Regions from separate parts of the Sus scrofa genome. Here region 1 is linked to region 2. Evidence: chromatin contacts called from public Hi-C data. All regions are on one chromosome and are shown on one strand. The core of a region is the stretch at or near the end of the contact, and the rest is flanking DNA. Distances in the headings are between cores, read along the strand shown. Region 1 overlaps LOC102165008 (a long non-coding RNA gene). Region 2 holds the start of PPP1R12A (protein phosphatase 1 regulatory subunit 12A).

Region 1 (2,874 bases), core at 87-2,586, 330 kb before region 2:
AAATCCTGATTCCAAACCGGAGCCTCCTGTGACACCGTCAACCACATCATGGGATCCGCGTGAGACTCCGAGAGTCACGAAAGCGGGTGGGGGCGGGGGCTGACCGGTGCCCTCGTAAGGAGGAGCGTTCCATGCAAACGCTCATGACCAAGTGAAAAGGGAGTGTGACGAGAGAGCCAGCCGGGGACGCGGTGACGGGTCTGAGTCAAACGCCCAGCATGGTCCGCTTCCTTTCCTGGGATGAAGTAAGACGCCGGGAAGGTCCAGGGTGAAGCAAACCCAGGGCCAGGGCCCTGCACCCCAGCCCTGAAAACACGGATGGCAGCACACTTGCCTCCCCGTGTTTACCGACTCTGCTGAATCCGACTAAACCAACACAGCAACCCACCTCCAAGACGAAGAGCCACGGTAACTCTGAGTATCTACAGCCGGCCACACGATCCCTTGGCCCCAGGCCTCTCTGTTCCCGGGTCAGCGGGCAGGCAAGGACTCGAAGAGCAGACCGGCTTCAGAACCCGATCCTCGGCCCGAGGGCCTTGTGATCCGAGGTGTTTGTGAAGCCCCCCCCACCCCCCGGCCCACACTTCCCTTCCGTGGGCCCAAAAAGCAGCGCCTGAGATGCTCCGCATGCCTGTCCTGCCCTAAGGGCTGCAACAGCCCTACACATTCCTCCCACAGGCAGCCGGGGAGCTCGCAGGGCCAGCGCCCTTCCGTGTGCCCTGCACAGCCCCAGTGTTTGAAAGGATGACAGGCCCAAAAAAAGAACCCAGGAGAAGAGCGGAGGGTGCCAGAGAGGCCGCTTGGTCTCAGGAGCCTTTGCAGGGGCTGGGGGCCACCCCCACCCTCAGCCCCCCAGCATAGAGAAGGACTTACCTCGAAAGGGAATGCAGGCCAGAAGCAGCAGGGGCAAAGCTTCGGCGGCTAGAAAGGAACCCGGGGCCCTGGTCCAAATACGCAGTCAAGATTTGTCACTAGCATCCCTTGCTGGAAAGCTGGGGCAAGGGGTTTGCCCCGAGGCCCAAACTGGACCTCAGTCGGCCGGTCCGTCGCTAGGGCCCCAGAGGTGAAAGCCGTGGGCAGGAATCCTCTCCCTTCCCGTCTCTCCCCCTCCCTCCCTCGCCGCCTCCTCCCTCTCAACAACACACCGCTGGGGAGCTGATTGGGGTCAATTTGCCGCAGACCTTGGGTCCACCTGCAGCTCGTTCGTTTATTTCTCGGGAAAACCACCAGAGGGCGGTGTGGTCACCGATCCCGCACCCGCTCCCGGTTTCCTCCGCCGCCTGTTCAGGCAGGCGCGTCAGTACATCCTGTGACAGGATGTTTCAAAACTCTTCCTTCAATTCTCATTGTAAATACACTACCTCGGGGCGGATCCATCCAGATGCACCTCCCAGCGCAGCCTGAACTGCCCGGGTCAAAGGTTCTGTTCTATCTGTAATGATCTTGCTCAAGTGTGCAGCCCAGAAGCTGGAGCTTAAACTTGCATTTCTGTCCTGCATTTCTGCTGAAGTTTGGAAGTTCTCTCCTAGGCTGCCGTCGGGAGCAAAAGGAGTTAAAAATCTGCACAGCCTTCTTTGTACAAAACTGTGCTGTGTTTCCACGTTCAGGTTACAAGTGTTTGGCTTGCTCAAAAGCAGGGCTGCCCGACCGGTCAGAAGCTATTAGTAGACTCGTCATATGTGCAAACATGAGGGAGCAAGAGCCACGTTTCTCTCTGCTGGAGGCACTGGGAGTGTGAACTGGAGGCCAGGAGATTTGGGCCTAGTTAGTGTGCCAGAAAAAACAAAGTCGCTAGCAGCTTTGGGCTTTGGGGGGGGGGGGCAGAATTCCCCTTCCCGTGACTCAACAGCACCCCGAGGCACAGGGGACGGGCCGTCTCTGGCTCCTCTGGGATCCGCATTGGAAGAAGCCATGCAAACGAAGCCACTGAGGGCAGGTCCGGGTGAAATGATAAGTCAGGGTGTATCCGAGGCGTCGGGCAAAGGCTAGGGCGCGGGCAGAGAGGCGCCCCAACACCAGTGCTGCACTTCTTCAGACAACCAGCACCTCCCGATACCAAGCTCGTCTTCCGTTTATCAGCAGAGGCAGATAAGGTGAAACATCTGCAGCCAGAGGGACATCTGGAATTTTCCTGCCAGGCCGAGATACCATCCAGCGTTCAAGTGGGCCATATTTGGACAGGGCTGCTGTGTCCTTCCTCTTATCTTTTGTATTTCCACGGCCGTTTAGCGACATGAGCGCCCTTTACACAAGGTCAGCACTGTTTACTCAGACTTGCCCAAAGGCCTCGCTCCTGCTTCCTATTCTCTTCCCTCAAAGGATCAGGAGTTCCTACCACGTCTTGAGGGGAAAACGCCCAGAGGAGACGTTTATTGGAGTGAGTTGGGCGGGGATTCCAACTCAACAAAAAAAGGAGGATGGAGCTGAAAAGCAGCCCCACACTTGAAAGACGATTATTTCACCAGGAAGCTCCCAGGGCTGGGCCCCCCCGTGGGCTTCACAGCGGCAAACGGAGAACAAAGTGGAGAAAGACAAACCAAGTTGGGAGAACAGGCTGTGACTCCTGACAGCAAAACCTGACCAGGCGGAATGTTGGCAGAGGGTGGAGAGGGATTCGAGCGTCTTGCAGACACACCCGTGGCCCTCAACCCCCCTCACACCCCAGGAGCGTTACCGAGAAGGCTTCACGGCCGTTTCTTCTGGGCACCGTCTTTATGGGCCGCCACCCCAGGGAATCAGGGAACAGACCCCTCTTGGCTTCCGGCTCACCTTTCCACACCCAAGATTTGGGAACAAAAACAGCCAGCCAGGAAAAGATAAGCAGTCCACAAGAGCCCACCTGTAATTTGGCTAAATGGAGTTGTTTCAGGACAT
Region 2 (2,852 bases), core at 174-2,673:
CAACATTATCTCTGGATTGCCAATAGTTTCTCCTTATTTGGCTAACATTGAGCGATCCCAATCAGACTCCTATAAAACTTTAACATGCCCAAAGCATCCATTTTGAGAAAAGTTTGTGACCAGCCTTCTCTTTTCCCACCCCCCAAAAGAAAAACCAGAGCTGGGGAGCCGACCCCGAAAAGAGTGTCTTCGTACTTATTCTCCTCTTTCCAACCCCAGTGCACACCCTGGGACCTGGGGCCACAGGATCTCCGACACTGCGGCCACCTCTGCTCCCAGGGACTGTCCGTACGTTCCCGTCCAGCGAGGGGCGAGCCCCGGAGGAGGCCTCCTTCCCGTGCCCACCTTCCCGTCCTCCCTTCCAGCCGGTGCCCGTCAACTCGTCGCACCCCCTCCCCAGTGACCGAGGGGAATAAAGGGGAAAACAGGAAACCGCCCGCTCGGGGCGCCCGGCTCGGGGCTCTCGATTCCTGCGACTACCATCACCGCCCTGACCGAGTCCTAAAACCCATACATTCCGTGCCCACCTACAAGCCACAGGCGTCCGCCCATCCCAGGGCCCCGAATGCCCCCGTTCGTGGTTTGCCGCGGCGGCCCCGGTCGCCCGAGCCTGCCGCTAACATCGGGGCCCAGGCGCGCACAGCCTCCCCGGCTCGGCCCCAGAGCCCAGGGCGCGTCCCCAGCGGGCCGGGGCCCCAGCGGCCCGCCGTCCCTCTCCCCTCTGCCCCGGAAACAGCCCGGCTCCCCCACTCCGCCACCGGCTGGACGGAAGGGGCCTCGAGCGCAGGCCCTCCTCCTCCGCGGGAAGCCGCCTCCTCGCCCCGCAGCAGGGAGCCTCCCGCCGCCCGCAGCCTGCGCAGGCCGGGGCGGAGGCCGGCGCAGACCCGGGGGCCGGGGGCCGGCGCCGGGCGCACAGACCTGGTGCAGGGCGGTGAGCCCGTCCACATTGGCGTAGTTGATGTCGGCGCCGCGGTGCAGCAGCTTGAGCACCTCGTCCGTGTCGCCGCTGGAGCAGGCGGCCAGGAAGACGGCGCCATCGTCGAACTTCACCTTGGTCTTCTGGCGCTTCACCACGGGGGGCTCGAGGTCCGTCTCGGAGCCGATCCAGCGCTTCAGCTGCTCGTTCCGCTTCTGCTTCGCGTCCGCCATCTTCATCCCCTCTCCTGCCGCCGGGTCTGCCGAGCGCGCGGAGGGCGGGGGAGGCGGCGAGCGGAGGGGCGGCGGGCAGGGGGCGTGGGGCTGCCCCGGCGAGCGCGGCCCGGCGGCGGGCTGGGCACCGGGCGGAGACGCTCGAGACTGCCAGTATCCCACAGAGCACTGGGGCGGCGCGCCCGGCCGCGCGGACCTCCCTTCGACCGCAGACGCCCGCCCGCCCCCGGCCCGGCCGCCCGTCCGTCCCGGCGGCCCGTCTAACGTAACTTCGCGAGATCCGGGCAGGGAGGCGCCCGGCGCCCAGTGCGCACGCGCGCCGGCCTGCGCCCGCCCCAGGAAGAGCGCGGCGGCGCGCGGCGGCGGGCGGGGGTCGGGCCGCGGGAGGGGAGCGGGCGTGGCCCCGGCGGCCGGGGCTGCGGGGCTGGGACCGGCCGGGAAGGGCGGGGGCGGGGCGGGGAGGCGCCCGGCCCCTCGAGGGCTGCCGGGGCTGCGGAGGCCCGCCGTCGGCGTTGGGGCGGCTCCGGGAGCGGGCCTGCCTCCGGCGCTGTCTCGGCTCCGCCGGGGCGCTTGCTCAGGGCGGAGGGCTTGCCTATTGGTTGCGTTATTTGAATGGAATGGAGGAGAGGGAGGTCACGAATCCAGCGCTAGTGCCTCCTCTTTCTCAGGCACCCCGATGAGCTTGCCGAGGCCCTTCTAAAAGCGGGGTCTGGGTAGCGAGGGCTTTGGTGGTGCTTGTCCAGATCTCAGCGCAAGGTGACCGCCTGGCGACGAGGGTTGGCCTGCGGGCGTTGCGGTGGCTTTCTGCCAGCCTCGCTGTAGAAACGTCTTTCCGCTTACGCTTTTTTGTTGTTGATGTGTTCCTGGGGGTTGGGGTTCTTTGGTTTTGGTTCTGTTTTTGTCTCAAGCATATTTTGGGTCCTCTGTCCCTTCCTTGAGCGCTTTCATCCTCCCTGGTGCTACTCCTGAACTTAGCTCAGCCTGTTACTGGTCCTGACCTTTTAAGGGATTCCTGGTTCCTGCTCTATCGCTTTCTAAGGATGGCTAAAGACCCAGCTGCTTCTAGAATTCAAAAGGAATGTTAATATTACGCAATTGATTTAGCCGGTATTTATTGAATACTTACTATGAGCCAGTCATTGTTCTAAGCACTAGTGATACAGTGACGTATTTAAACCACCTGAGATCACGTGATCAAAAATATTTTATAGTTTATCGTCATAAAAAGGCTGGTGAACGTTTTCTTGTATGACACACACACACACACACACACACACACGGTTTGTAACAAATACTGTCTTTTGAGCCATCTATTTATAATCTCCACCAGTTGACATTTTCCTAAACAATACATTGTTTTCACCCTCAGTTTTCTACAGCATTTAGAGCCAGAATAAATCATAAAAGGTTAACATTAAATGGAACTTGAGGGATCATCTAGACTGAGTCCCAAAGAACTAATTGACTCACCTAATTTTCTTTGCAGCAGGATTTAGGATTCCATCAGCAGATAGCACCTGTACTGGGTCAGGCATTGTTCCAGATGCTGGAGATACAGCAGTGAACAATTAAGGTTCTCTTACCTTCCAGAGGACTACATTACAGCTTATCAAATTGATAAATAAAAAATAATTCTAACATGGTTGTGATTACCTGCCTGTAATGCTGAATTTTCTGAACACCAATTACCAGGGAAGTAATAG

What was found. A called contact is a pair of places that touch in the nucleus more often than the background predicts.
Region 1: a contact with region 2 is called in a Hi-C map of liver, with 6 times the contacts expected there. The contact joins the enhancer-like site here to the promoter of PPP1R12A in region 2. A contact is called at or near these places in 1 of 5 promoter capture datasets (liver), 8 of 47 Hi-C or Micro-C datasets (alveolar macrophages, embryonic fibroblasts, heart right ventricle and 3 more) and 1 of 2 datasets of contacts at active chromatin or transcription factors (skeletal muscle).

Annotation. Positions count from the first base shown.
Region 1 is chr5:101,818,638-101,821,511 of Sscrofa11.1, reverse strand. LOC102165008 (a long non-coding RNA gene) reads right to left here. Exons shown (of 4, transcript XR_002344360.1): 1 at 874-2,874. Among named protein-coding and RNA genes, the nearest start is that of PAWR, 130 kb to the right of the region's middle. Within about 2 kb of position 1,336, at least 29 of the 83 cell types and tissues checked have an H3K27ac peak or open chromatin away from gene starts, as enhancers often do. A contact at or near this core is called in liver and omental adipose tissue, where this site is marked.
Region 2 is chr5:101,488,853-101,491,704 of Sscrofa11.1, reverse strand. PPP1R12A (protein phosphatase 1 regulatory subunit 12A) reads right to left here and starts at 1,423. Exons shown (of 26, transcript XM_021092811.1): 1 at 919-1,423. The coding sequence starts at 1,155.